Regions from separate parts of the Mus musculus genome. Here region 2 is linked to region 1. The links are chromatin contacts, called in public Hi-C maps. All regions are on one chromosome and are shown on one strand. Each heading gives the region's core, a stretch centred on a gene start, on an enhancer-like site or on the middle of the called end of the contact. The rest is flanking DNA. Distances are from core to core; before and after follow the strand shown. Region 1 holds the start of Gm33669 (a long non-coding RNA gene). Region 2 holds the start of Trp53bp2 (transformation related protein 53 binding protein 2).

Evidence for each region. A called contact is a pair of places that touch in the nucleus more often than the background predicts.
Region 2: a Hi-C map of regulatory T cells shows a contact between it and region 1, with 4 times the contacts expected there. The contact joins the promoter of Trp53bp2 here to the enhancer-like site in region 1. A contact is called at or near these places in 4 of 39 promoter capture datasets (embryonic stem cells, hippocampal neurons, liver and 1 more), 1 of 484 Hi-C or Micro-C datasets (regulatory T cells), 5 of 115 datasets of contacts at active chromatin or transcription factors (astrocytes, bone marrow-derived macrophages, extraembryonic endoderm stem cells and 2 more) and 3 of 9 other capture datasets (adipose tissue, embryonic stem cells and macrophages).

Annotation. Positions count from the first base shown.
Region 1 is chr1:181,877,824-181,884,359 of GRCm38.p6, reverse strand. Gm33669 (a long non-coding RNA gene) reads right to left here and starts at 5,884. Exons shown (of 4, transcript XR_865801.2): 1 at 5,384-5,884; 2 at 3,380-3,724; 3 at 3,066-3,134. Within about 2 kb of position 2,664, at least 119 of the 459 cell types and tissues checked have an H3K27ac peak or open chromatin away from gene starts, as enhancers often do. A contact at or near this core is called in bone marrow-derived macrophages and regulatory T cells, where this site is marked.
Region 2 is chr1:182,404,935-182,411,470 of GRCm38.p6, reverse strand. Trp53bp2 (transformation related protein 53 binding protein 2) reads right to left here and starts at 2,304. Exons shown (of 18, transcript NM_173378.2): 1 at 2,021-2,304. The coding sequence starts at 2,047.

The sequences.
Region 1 (6,536 bases), core at 1,415-3,914:
TAAAACCCCATCAAGTCAGGCACTTAAAGCATCCCGCAGAAGTGCCTGGGGACATCCTGCTGAAACAGTCACGTTGGAGTCCCCGACTGGCAGATTCCCGGAGGAGCTTCTGGCTTTGTGTTCCCATGGTGGCCATTTCCGTGAGACAAATGAAAGAAACTAGAGTTGGAAATAGTCTTTCCCTCGAGTTGTCTCAAGGAAGCAAATGCTTTCTTAATCTCTGTAGCTGTTTGTTCTTCTCTTCCTCCCTGTTAGAGTTAGGGCAGGAAGTTCTGCTGAGCCTCCTATGGCCCTGAAGGCTCCAGCTAATGCCTGCCTACTCTCAGGGTCGAGGTGCCAGAAGTCCCACGGGTGTAGGGTTGCCAGAGATAGCAACTCAACGGCACAGGAGAAACTGTCCTGGGTGGTACAGGAGAAGCTGTCCTGGGTTTCCCAGCACCCCACAGTGGCTCTCGATAGCCTGGAACACCAATTCCAGGGCTTCCATTGCCCTCTTCTGTTTCCCACAGGCCCCAGGCACACGTGGTGGACAGACATACATCTAGGCAAAGCATCCATGCACATAAAATAAAAATAAACAGATCTCATTTAACTTATTAACAAGTAAGTGGTTAGGGCTGGAGAGATGGCTCAGGAGTTAAGAGCACCGACTGCTCTTCCAGAAATCCTGAGTTCAATTCCCAGCATGGTGGCTCACAACCATCTGTAATGAGATCTGACGCCCTCTTCTGGTGTGTCTGAAGATAGCTACAGTGTACTCACATACATAAAATAAATAAATCTTAAAAACAAAACAAAACAAGAAATAAGTGGTTAATTAGAAATTGGACTGCAGGTATAGATCAGTGTGGGAAAGCCTGTATGTGTCTGGTATGTGCGAGGTCCCGTGTCCACTTCCTGTCACCAAAAATTGACGCCAAGAAAAACCACCACCACCACCAACAACAACAGAGACACTACCCAGATGCTCAGTTACATTTAAATTTCAGGTTGACAGTAACCTTAGAGTAAAAATGATTTTATCGCAAATATTGTGTGACATACACCTATTCCCAAAAGCAATTTGTTCATCTGTTGAGAAAAGGCCAAGAAGCAGCTCTGGTGAGGACTTCCAGAAGAGGTGAACACCAAGAAAAGACGTTGAGGGAGCAGCGGGTGTTCCTGTGTGCTCGGGGCCTTTCTGAAGCCAGTGTGGATGGGCTTCCTTGAGTGTAACTGTGTTAAAGTGCAGATTCTGGGCCCTCTCCTAGGCTGGTGACTGATGGGAGCGGCTGCGGCTCTACAGCTCTGGGTGAGCAGACACCAAATTTGAGGCCCTGCGTGCTGAGGTGTTTGTCTCATGTCTGGGGATTCTGTGCAGGCAGCAGTGAAGTGGCAAGACTGTCTTGGGCAGCCTAAGCAGGAGCCACCTTAGAAACAGTGATTTCCCCAGGGCCTGGGACCAGGCTTCCCCACATTGACAGAGGACAATGGTAGAGATCTAGGCCAACCTGCTTCCTCAAGGCTGTGGTGAAGTTGAAATGAGAAAATAAAAAACCGATGTCGTGTAGATTTTGACATGCTCAGGACCACCTCTCCCTCCTCTCCCTCTCCTCCTCCTTTTCCTACGTTTTTGGTGGTTGTTTTGAGATAGACTCTCACTATGTAGCTCTGGCTGTCCTGCAACTTAGACTAGATTGGCCCAGAACTCACAGAGATCCACCTGCCTCTGCCTCCCCAGTGCTGGGATTAAAGGTGTGTGCCACCACCACGCTGGGTTTAGGATCTTCTTGTCAGAGCTGGGTGGGGCTTGGCATGGAGTGACACCTCCTGTCTTGGGGCTCTTCTGCCATGGGTCTGACAGGTGCTAAATGAGCATTCTACCGTGGAGCTATAGCCCATGGACTTACTGCCCTTTCCTGTCAGTCAAGAGGGTCTCTTGCAGGAGGAACAGCTGTCTAACGCTGAACTGGGAACACACAGCCAGCCATTGTTTCCCACATCAAGTTAAGCCTAACACCAGCTTGCACCTCCCTGAGGAGGACTGTGCATCACTGTTCCATCTCAGGGATCCCTCCCACCCAGAGTTTACCTAGGAACTCCTGAGCTCAGAGGTCCCGTCTCTGCCACATTGACCTCAGGCTATGCTCAAGAGTCCCTCACTGTTCTCCATCCCTGGGGATCTGTGTGCCTATACAAAGCCCAGGTCACTGCCCAGAGGGCAGTGTGCACTGCATTGCTGCCTCGGGAAGCAGGCTGTCCTTAAACTGCCCAGCAGAGAAAGCCTCTCCCTGCTGGGCCATGGGCAACCCCATGGATGGCTTTTACATCCTTAGAAAGGCTGTTCTTTCCTGCCTGGACACTGTCAAAGCACAAAGGATTCCTTCATCTTTTCATCCTTCCTGCTCCCCGCCCCCCAACTTGGCTGAGAAAGGCAAAGACATGCCTTACCCTCTGGGCTTGGGGAAGAGGCTACCACTCTCACTAAAGCTCTGGCCTCCAGCCAGATAACTGACCAGTGTCAAAGATGGTGCATGGGTCAGGAAAACGGTGTTTGCCTGATGATCGGTAGTCCAAAACCAGGTGGCGCTCTAGGCCCACCCTGGGACCTGCCAGAGCTTGCCACATCTTGTTTCCGGTCCCACTCAACCTCGCTAAATTGCGGCTCACTTCCCTCTCACTTGGGCTCCCAGGAGGAGTGCTGCCAAATACCCAGCTTACCCAGGGCTGGCTGACTGGGTGCAGTGCCAGGTGTATGTTGGTCTGTGCTTTCTTTCTCAAGTCAAAGCCAGTAGCCAGGGCCTCATGCCAACCCTGTGCAGACTGGCCTCTGCGGCATAGCGGTTCTTCCCGAATTTCCTTGCTGAAACGACACTTGGGATGACCCTAGTTGGCGCATCCTCTGGGCTCACCCTCCCCCACCAAGAAGCTGACCCACTTTTCTCTCTCCCCATCCATTGCTGCACTGAACGCTAGGCGCCTTCACCCAGAGAACAGGACCCCATCTAGGCCTCTAGTCTCTTACTCTGAGGATTTAGGACTTTCCTGCCAGAGTACGAGTTATGAGACAGAAATTTCCCGCCAACCTTGCGTCCTAAGAGAGTGTTGGAGTGAGGTCCGCCAGCTGGGCAGGGGTTCAAGTCCCTCTGGGGCCGCTGCATGAAACCTGGGTTAAGGAAGATCTGAAAAGGGCTTCCCAGAGGTAGGTCCCTCAGCCTAGAGGCCAGGCTTTCAGGCCCCACCCGCACCCCACCCCGACCCCTCTCACACCATCCTTACTCTGAAGCTCACCACATGGTGGCGCTGTAACAGAGCTACACCTATAGATGGTCCCGGGTTTCAGGCTTCATCCCATCTCCCACCAACTATCCCTTTGTCTCCGTTTACTTGGCTGAGGTACATGGTCCACAGTAGTCTGGTGGCTGGGAAGTTCTTTCACACAGTCCTCCAGGCAGTGGGGGCCCGGATGAGGGACGTAGATCGCATCCATTCCGGGCTTTGGAATACTCATTGCCTGGTCTGGGTGCTGAGACACTGCGACCTGCACTGGCTGTGGGTACAGGGTGCTGAGACACTGAGACCTGCACTGGCTGTGGGTACAGGGAGAGCACAGAGTAACCCCAGGTGCCTGCCAGAACTTACCAGGCCATCTGCTCCAGAGAGGGGGATGGGAGTATTTGGGAGGGGGGGCTAGTCTTTAGGGCAGGGCTTAAACTTTTTCTGTTCGCCACCCCTGTATGAGACCCTAGCAATATAGAGACAAAAAAAAAAAAAAAAAAAAAAGCAAACAATTACATTTACAAGTAATAACTCACAAAGAAATTTTAAAAGCGATTCTTAGACATACATATAATTATAGCATTTATTAAGGATGAAAGCAAGTTTGTATAGAGGTTTGTTATATTTACATAAGGAATATGACATTGGCTATATATTTCACACTGTAGAACATGGAATATCTCCAGTATTTTTCAGAGGCAATGTAAATTCAAAATAGCAGAAATATGTCTAGAGCCATTTCAGAAATTGTGGGGAATTCTGTCTTAGTCTCAGAGCCACAATTCACTTAATGATTTTTTTTTAAAATGAAATTCAAGACAGCAGCTCAAACAGCAAATCTGAAAATCAAATATGCTTACATAATACAACCCAGAGATACATTTGTGGGATACATGCTGAGGGGTGTCAGTGGGAAAATATCAAAAGTGTTTGTTTCCCATGATTAAGCCTCCATGTTTGGGTAAGAACAGAAGCCCGTGTGTGTGCTGTGAAAACACTGTGGTTTGTATTGCACCTATCTCAGATCTGAGCTCAGGGGTCAGGCAGCATCTACCGCTCAGACACCAGGTCATACACGGTGCACAGCACACATGTGTGTTCAGAACCAAGTCTGCAGGGAAGCCACACTCTGCACCACAGTTGATCGATGCCCAAAATGCTGGAGATGCACTGAGTCTTTAGTTCTGATGTAACATTTGCTCCGTCCCATACAGAGTCATGACCACGGTTTGAGAAGCTGGGCTTTCTCTCTCTCTCTCTCTCTCTCTCTCTCTCTCTCTCTCTGTGTGCGTGTGCGTGTGCGTGTGCGTGTGCGTGTGTGTGTGTGTGTGTGTGTGTGTGTGTGTGTGTGTGTGTAGAAGCAGCCCCTTTCCCTAGGTCCTGGCATGCTTTTCCTGCTGAGAGCCAAGAAACTCAACACACTTGAGAACCCAAAGCCCCTACAGAGACAATGTGTGCTGTGTGCTCCCTCAAACCAAAGTGTTCTGGGGACAGGTGGACCATGCTCTCTGAGACCCAGCATGGTTATAACTGAATGAGGACGTGCCTGCTCCTAGGTATGTCTGAGGAGATGGTTTTTATTGTAGATATGAGAAAGAGACATCTGGAAGCATCCAGAGCAGGGAGAAAAGGAAATAGCTGCGACATGGCCAGGAGACAGGAACAGGGCCACGGCAGGGGGGGGGGGGGGAGTGGAGGGAGGGGGGAGAGGGAGAGAGAAGATAGAGGAAAGAAAGGACAACAACAGGCAGGCAGACCAAGAGAAGAACCAAGAGAATACATGGCCAAAATAACTGGGTTTTCTAGGAAAGAGAAGAAGGGGAAGGGGAAGGGGAAGGAAGCTGGGGGGGTGGGGGGGGGCTGGAGAGGTTTAGGGTGGTGAGCAGGGGTGGGAGGAGCCAGGACTCTGGAACAGGTACTTGCAACACTGGGAGAGCCTGGTGGCCGGCAGCTTTTTTTTTTTAATTGATTCTTTGAGAATGTCACATCATGAACCCTAGTCCTGCTTATCATCACTGTCCCCTCATACCCGCCCTTTGCCTCTGCAAACTGCCTCCCCAAAATAAAACACACATATACAAAACAACAGACATAAAAACAAAACAAAGCATAAAAACCATCTCACCGTGGAAGCTGTAGTGTGTCAGTGTGCCCCGCAGTGTATCCCTCTGTCCGCACATCTTCATGTTTGAGATCTCTGGCTTCTGTGGCACCGTCAATGTCTGATCCTCCCTGGGACTCCTCTCCTGTTGTTGCCCTGTATCCTGGAGATCCTGCAGCTTTGGATCTGCAAGACTGCACTTTCTGGTAGCCCAACTGTTTGCAGATGATAGGGATTTTGGGATGGGCCAATTCAGAGCCTGGGATCCTGGCCAGGGTGGTAGTTAAGTTGGCGAGCCCATCGGCTCCCTTATTCACACCATCAGGGCAAGCTCTCCAGCCCTGCTCTGGCTTGGCCACCCAATGCCACCCTCAGCAGGAGGCAGGGTCAACTCTCTTGTCTCATGCCCTCGGGCTGGCTCACCCACACCCACACCTCCAGAGCCAGCTCCACTGCTGCCCAGCCATGGTGTGGGCCACACTCTCCCAAGTGCTGCAGCCTGTGAGGGAGTGGGCCGGCTCTCCCCCTCTCACACCCTCGGTGCTGGCTCACAAGTGCCTTTGGCATAAGGGCCAGCTCCATTGTGTTGCCCGGGTGAGGTACAGGGCCTGCTCTCCGGACTGTGGTGAGGGGCAAGTGGGGGAGGGCATCACCCCTGCACCTCACAGTAGATGAGTGGTGGGTCCAGCTCACCCATGCTCTTGACCTCATGGCTGGATCATCTGTGCCCTGCCACCAGGGTCCACTCTGCTGCGCTGTGAGGTAAGGTTCAGGTTCACTCTCCTGAATACTGCATCTGTCGAGGGGCAGCAGGGCTAGCTCTCCTGAGCTCATGAACGCGTGGGCAGCTTTCCTGACTGCCAGAGATGGTGGAGGGCTAGGGGGTTGCATTAGTCAGGGTTCTCTAGAGTCACAGAACTTACAGAATGTTCTCTCTATATGTTAAGGAATTTGTTGTGATGATTTACAGACCATAATCCAACTAACCCAACATTGGTCAGCTGGGAATGGGAAGTCCAAGGATCTAGTAGTTGCTCAGTCCCACGAGGCTAGTTGTTTCAGCTGGTCTTCTGTAGAAGTAGGTTTCCAACAGATGTGCTGGCTAGTAAGGGCAAGCAGGCAAAGAAGAGTGAATTTTCCTTCTTCCAATGTCCTTATGTAGGTCTCCAGATGAAGG
Region 2 (6,536 bases), core at 1,055-3,554, 530 kb before region 1:
AAAGATGGCTTAATCATTAAGAGAATTTGTTATTCCTTCTTACAGAGGTCCCAGGTTCAATTCCCAACACGTACCTAGCCACTCAAGACCATTCATAACTTATTTTTCAGGGGATCTGATGACCTCTTCTGATCTCTGTGGGCACCAGGCACACACATGGTAAACAGGCATACATAAAATAAATCTCTTGTAAAAAGAACACAAGGATGCTAAATGAAAATGTATCATATTTTTATCTATCACAGACTAAGAATCTCATGTTTAATCACTGTTGCTAATTCAGGGTGTTTTCTAGCAACTATTCCAAGCCAGGCATCGTATTAACCCCTTCCTTCATAAACAGTGACTCCAATCTTCCAAAGCACCCTGAGAATTGGCATTGTATCACCCCCAAGATACAGATGATGAAGATGAGAGACAGATTTTTCTTAAACATCTGGGATCACTAATGCTGTGCAAAATTCCAAAGCGCATCAAATTTCAAAGCTAGAATAGCATGCACACTACACCTTTCCTAGTAAGTCTACTCTGACACCAGGAAAGCAGTCAAAGCCACCAGACTTGCTGAAGTGACTTTAGTCCCAAGATTCAATAACTTTTTACAAGAATTCTGATCATCTGCTATGTGGTTTGGAGAAAAACACCCCTACATAAAACAAAAAAAAAAAAAAAAAAAAAAACAAAGGATACCTTGATTTAAACTGATCTTTCAGGAAGAAATCATCCTGCAATTAAAACCACCTATTCTTTTCCTTTCTCTGTTCAGGGGAAGCTGATGGCAAGCTGCAAAGGTTTTTTCACAACAGTGAGATAAAAACACAGGAATAAAAAAGTTAACAAAACAGTCTATCATAACCAAGGTATGCGTTTTAAGATATTCACATCACAGCCCTAACTTAATAAATGAGACTAAACCATTAGTTACAAAATGCTAGTAATTCCAAATTTCTTGACTCTTAGCAATTGTAACCATCCCAAGCCACCTAATAACCTAATAACCAAAATATTATATATGTGTCCAACCTAGAAAAATTTAGGAACACCCTCCACAACGCAAAGGGGCAAAGAGACAGTATAGTATATTCTGCACGTGTAATTACAAAAAAACCAAAACAAAATAGAACATTGAAACACAAATTTTAACACTCTTTCTTGGATTTTATAAAAGCAAAAAAATTAAGTTGTTTTAAGTTTTTATCGTTTTGTTTTCTTAAACAAGTGATGCGATAAGAACGTGAGTTGATGAGGGGTTTAGGGATGGATATGGCTAAAATACGTGACCTTTCAAAGAATATATAAAAATTATTTTTTAAAAAAGGACTTAGGTTGACTGCGATTAATCCTGCTTGAGAGGAGAACAAATACAACACCCACGAGGAAATAAATACACGGCTGCAGGAGCCACCATAACCAGTCAGATCTTGTGCTTGCTAAGGGGGCTTTTCAGAAACACCTCCATTCAACCTGCAAGTCACCTGTGACGCTGGCCAAGTCAGATGCCAAAAGAATTCACTCATCTTTCTTAGAGGTCTTGCAGAAAAAAAGCTGGGGGAGCGGGGCACTGAAGTTTTCCTCTGAACTAAAACTTTCAAGGCTGCATTTACTAAAACCTGTTTCCACAAAGAGATAGATAGGGTGACATGGCTGCTATCACCAACATCAGATCGAAATTCAAGTTAAAAAAAAAAAAAACTGGCAGAAAGAAAAAGAAAGGCAAGCCTTTTCAAGCGCTATGCTTCACTTCAGTAAAAAGCCTCAAAACAATTCAAAGAAATAGGCTAAGAACAAGGTTCCCCGGCTCTTGACCTTCAAAACAAGCTTCCCCAAAGGTCTCATCCGAGAAGCAAAGTTTGGAGCAGCGGCCCGGGCTGCCGCACTGCCTGCGGGGCAGCATCGCGACCGTCGCGGGGACCCAGAGGGACGGAGCCTCAGAGCCTCGAAGCCCGAAGCTCCACCGGCTCCGCTGACCCGGCCCCCCCGCCCTGTACACTTCCGGGCCCCAGCACGCCCACCCGCTTACCGGCATCATTTTGGACCCGAACCGCATGGAAGCGGGGGTCTGGCGGCGGCCTGGCCGAGCAGAAGTGACCCGAGGGTCGCGGGCCCGGGGAAGCCAAGCGAGAACGAGGCCGCGCGCCCGGCGGCCGACCTGTTGCGAGGCAGCGGCGCTGGAGTCCCCTCAGCGGACCGGGACGCCACCGAGTCCGGGGCCCAATCCCCTCGCCCGTCTCCGGGACGCGGCTTTGTCTCGGCGCTCGCGACTCCCACCTCCTCCTCCTCCTTCTCGCCGAAACCAACTAATCCCGGCCGGGCCCCCACCGAGGCGCGCTGGCCCCGCCCCCCACGAAGCCCCGCCCGCGGCGCGCCCCAAGGCTTGAGGTAAGGGGGAGCGGAGCGCCAACCGGGCGGCGAAGGCGCATGCGCAGATGCTGGGGGCGGTGCCAGAGGGGGCGGGAACCTTTGCTCCGAGGGAGGAAGATGCAGGCGGCGGAGCTGCTCCTGAACGCGCCTCCAGGCGGAGCCAAGGCACGGGAGGGCGGCGCCGCAGGAGAACAATAATCGTAAAACGCGGGGATGGAGCCCAGGGCTGTGTCCCTCACCTCCTTGGCGGTTCCGAGTTGCTCAAGAGAGTTGAGCCCTTTGCCTTAGGAACCATGAACCAGCCACAAGGCGCCGGACGCCGAGGGGCCTGGGCGGCGCCGCCTCACACACCTGACTCAGGGCGCCCTGAGGGATCCGAGCGCCCCACAAGATGGAGACCTGCGAGTCCGCCGGGCCGGAGCACGTTCCTGACAGAAGGCGCTCTCGGATTTGTCCTCATCCCTCAGGCGATGTCCAAGACCCCCCTCTGAATGGCCTGTTACTTCTATAATGTAAGAAGGGAAAAGCCCTTCAGTGTTGAGAAGTGGGGGGGTTCCCTGTGTTTTGAACAGCACGCTCAAAGGATTTGAAAATGGGTAAAAACAGCTTTCTGGGGCGCTCTTCAGCTCATCACGACCTGTAAACACTTTTAACACAAGGACCATTTTTTGGAGCCGTCGAAGCTCACGCTGGGAAATTGGCAGTAGTTCGCTTTGATAGGGAGGCAGATAGTCGAGTCCATTATCCAGAGAGACATAGGCTTCAGGAACACTAACTCCACGAAGCTCATTTCACGTCAAGTAACCCGTGCAAGCTCATTTGGAATCAGAGGACAGAAGAGTCCCCAAAACGAAATGAAATGAAGCACCAGAATGTATACAGCTTCAAGAATGGAGCCAGCTGAATGTGGTAGCGTGCACTAGTAATCTCAGCGCTTGGGAGGCTGAGCCAGGAGAATTGCAGTGAGTTCCAGGCCAGCCTGAGCTGAAAGAGTAAGACCTTACCTCAAATGACACTTTTATAAAAATTAAATATAAATTGACCTGTGTGTGGCACAGATCTATATCCCCAGGTACTCAGAATGCTGAGGCAGGAAAATCCCAAATTTAAGGGTTCCCAGGGCAGCTTTAGCAGAATAGGTCTCAAAATGTAAACGGGGGGGGGGGGGTCCCTGGAGTCAGACATAGTTTAGTGATAGAGTGTTTAACATGAATAAACTCCTGGTTTTAATACAAAGCACAACAGAAAGAATGAGCACTTATTGTTTGTCGTCCCAGCACTAGAAGGCTGAGGCAGGACGTATCAAGAGTCTGAGGCCAGCCTGGGCTACATGCTCTGTCTCCAAATAAATAAACAACAAATAAAAGAATAATTATTTTTTTATTTTAACATATCCCTTACCCAAAAAAAAGAATCATCCAACTCCCAGTTAACATCATCCCAGCTACTCTATCATCCCAGCTACTCTATCTAAACATGAAATTAAAACTGATACAACTAGAATTACCCTGGGTTAAGTAAAGGAAGTCCACACCTTGACTTACTCAGTAAAATGTATCAAAATACTGTAGGTCTTCTAAGTACTGTGGATCCATCAATGAACAAAACAAAGCTGAATGGACAATAAAACCAGTCTACATACAGTCACCCAGAAGAAAAAAAGAAAAGAACAAGAAAAAAAAAAAAAAAAAAAAACTCTTTTTGTGTTGTTGTTTGGTTTTTGGTTGGTTGGTTGATTGGTTTAGTTTTTCTAGGTAATGTCACTCAGTGTAGCCTTAGCTGTCCTGGAACTCATAGACCAGGCTGTCCTCAAACTTACAGAGATCCACCTGCTTCTGCCTTCTAAGAGCTAGGATTAAAGGTGTGCACCATCACTGCCCAGCTCAGTAAAAGAATTCCTATTGTTCATTAATGCTCCAGTTCTCAGTGGATCAAGGAATGGGACACTTACCCCATTACTACCAGAAAACTGACTGCATACAACAGTACATTATGTTTAATATGAGCACTGCAACACTGGGTTGGTTAAATAATAACAACAACAATAATAATTTTGTCTGTGTAAGTGCACACAGACATATATGCAGGCAAAACACGAATTCACATGAAATAAGCATAAATAAATCATTAGAAGTTAAATAAAAATGATTTCGGTGGAAATAGAAGCAAGGAGCGAAGAATGTGACTAATAAACTCCAGTTGTTTGTTTTTACTGCTGTTTGCACAAATGCCCTGCCCACGGGAAGGGAGAGAAAGGGGATGGTTGCTGGCAGTTTCTCCTGAAACTCATTCCAGCCAACTGAGAATTTCCAGATGCCAAATAGCAGCTATGTTTATAGTTGAGGGATTTTTTTTTTTAAATCATAGTAGCATTAAACCAAAGAAACCTTGTCTGTGCCTTCATTCACTCCCTTCAATTCTGTGTAAACCACACATAGCTGTTAGGTGAGTTAGTTGGTCAGATGAGCTAGCTGCCTTCCCAGCTTCTCGCTTTTTCTGTGTTCCCACCGTCACATTCTTACTCCTCCAAGAGCCTCAACTTGGTTCTCCCCACCCCTTAATTCTGTATTTGAGTCCAAGAAAGATAAATGAAATTACCACAAGCTGGTTGGGGAGGAGCTGCCTTCGCTCTTGACCTCACCCCACCCTTAGGCACAGTGCATTACCTATCTGTTTGGCTTGTGTCTTCCCCATGCTACTCTGGCCCATTTCCCACAGACGTTCCAAACCTTGACTCCTCTCCTCCCCTCAGAAGATGCATTTCCATGTTACTTTGTCAGTAAGATATTGATGACAGATCTTGAACCTTTTCATTTCCTTCTCCCCTCGGCCCCTCAGTTGTCTTACTCTTCCTACTTCTCTCATTGATTTGACTATTTACAATCATTTCTTCGTATCCATGGAGGACTGGATTCCCCCTAGATTCTAACATTTTCAAATGCTCCATCCCTGGCATAATGAGTATGGCGGCACATGCTTATAATCACAACACTGGGAGTGTGGTGCCCAAGGATCAAGAGTTTGAGGCCAGCCTGGGCAAAACCCAATCAGTCAATCAAATTGCATACAACCTATACATATCCTCCAGTTTACCTTAAATTAGCTATGTATTAGTCATTCCATTTGATACAATGCTAATTCCTTACAATACTTACTATCCTATAAAGATAATAGGACAAGGAAAAAGACCACTCTATACAAGTTCAGGTCTGACACAAGTTTTCCCTGAAAATATTCAAGTTGAGGTTTGGTTGACTTTGTATATGCAGGGCCTGTAGAAATGGAGAGCAAACTGCATTCTTATGTGCCCATATTTTGCCAGGCACTATTCTAGATTTTAAAGGCAATGGAGGCCCTTCTTGAAGCTGATATTCTGAGTAGAGATGCTGGACAATAAGCAAATGAATGCTGTAATCCTAAATGCTGTAGGGAAGAGAAAGCAATCAAGTAAACTGAGTTGCATAGTGTGTTTTAGACAGAGTGACCAGAGGAGGCCTGGGAGAAATAAATGGATGGAGAGTCAGACTCTGGGTAGTGGGAACAGCCAGGCAAAGGGGCCCAGACTGTCTTGTGTTTGGCATCCTAAAGGAGTGAAAGGGGCAAGGAGCTGTACCAGATGGAGACTGGTACGAGCCAGAAGATGGGGTGAGGGCCTGGAGCATCCAGGACAATTTAATGCTCCAGTTGTCCTTCCTAGACACTCCATCTATACAGCCTTTTAATGTATGTTTAAGGTTATGGGTACAGTATATATATCAAAATATGTATACAGTGTCTTAATGATCAAATGAGAGTAACTAGAATATCTTCTCCTCAGACATTACTTTGTGCTGGAAACATTGAAAATACCTCAGTAATGAAATACACAACTAATTGTTGCCAACCATAGCTATTTTTACAGATTCCTTGACCTATCAACTTATGCAATCTTTTCCTGCATTCTCCTTAATTAGCAGTATTAAAAGGCAAGGAGACCAGGTTGAAGTTCATATTCCCTGCTTTAAGTATAGCACTTAAAAGGGTGGGAAGGCTTCTTTGCATCTTTGAAGTTCCTACCTAAATGTGACTCTTGAAAGTGCCATTTGATGTTTCTCAAGAGGAACTGACCTCTCCGTTGCATGGTGCCACCTAGCCCTGGCCACATGACACAGACAAAAGCTTACATCCAACTAGAT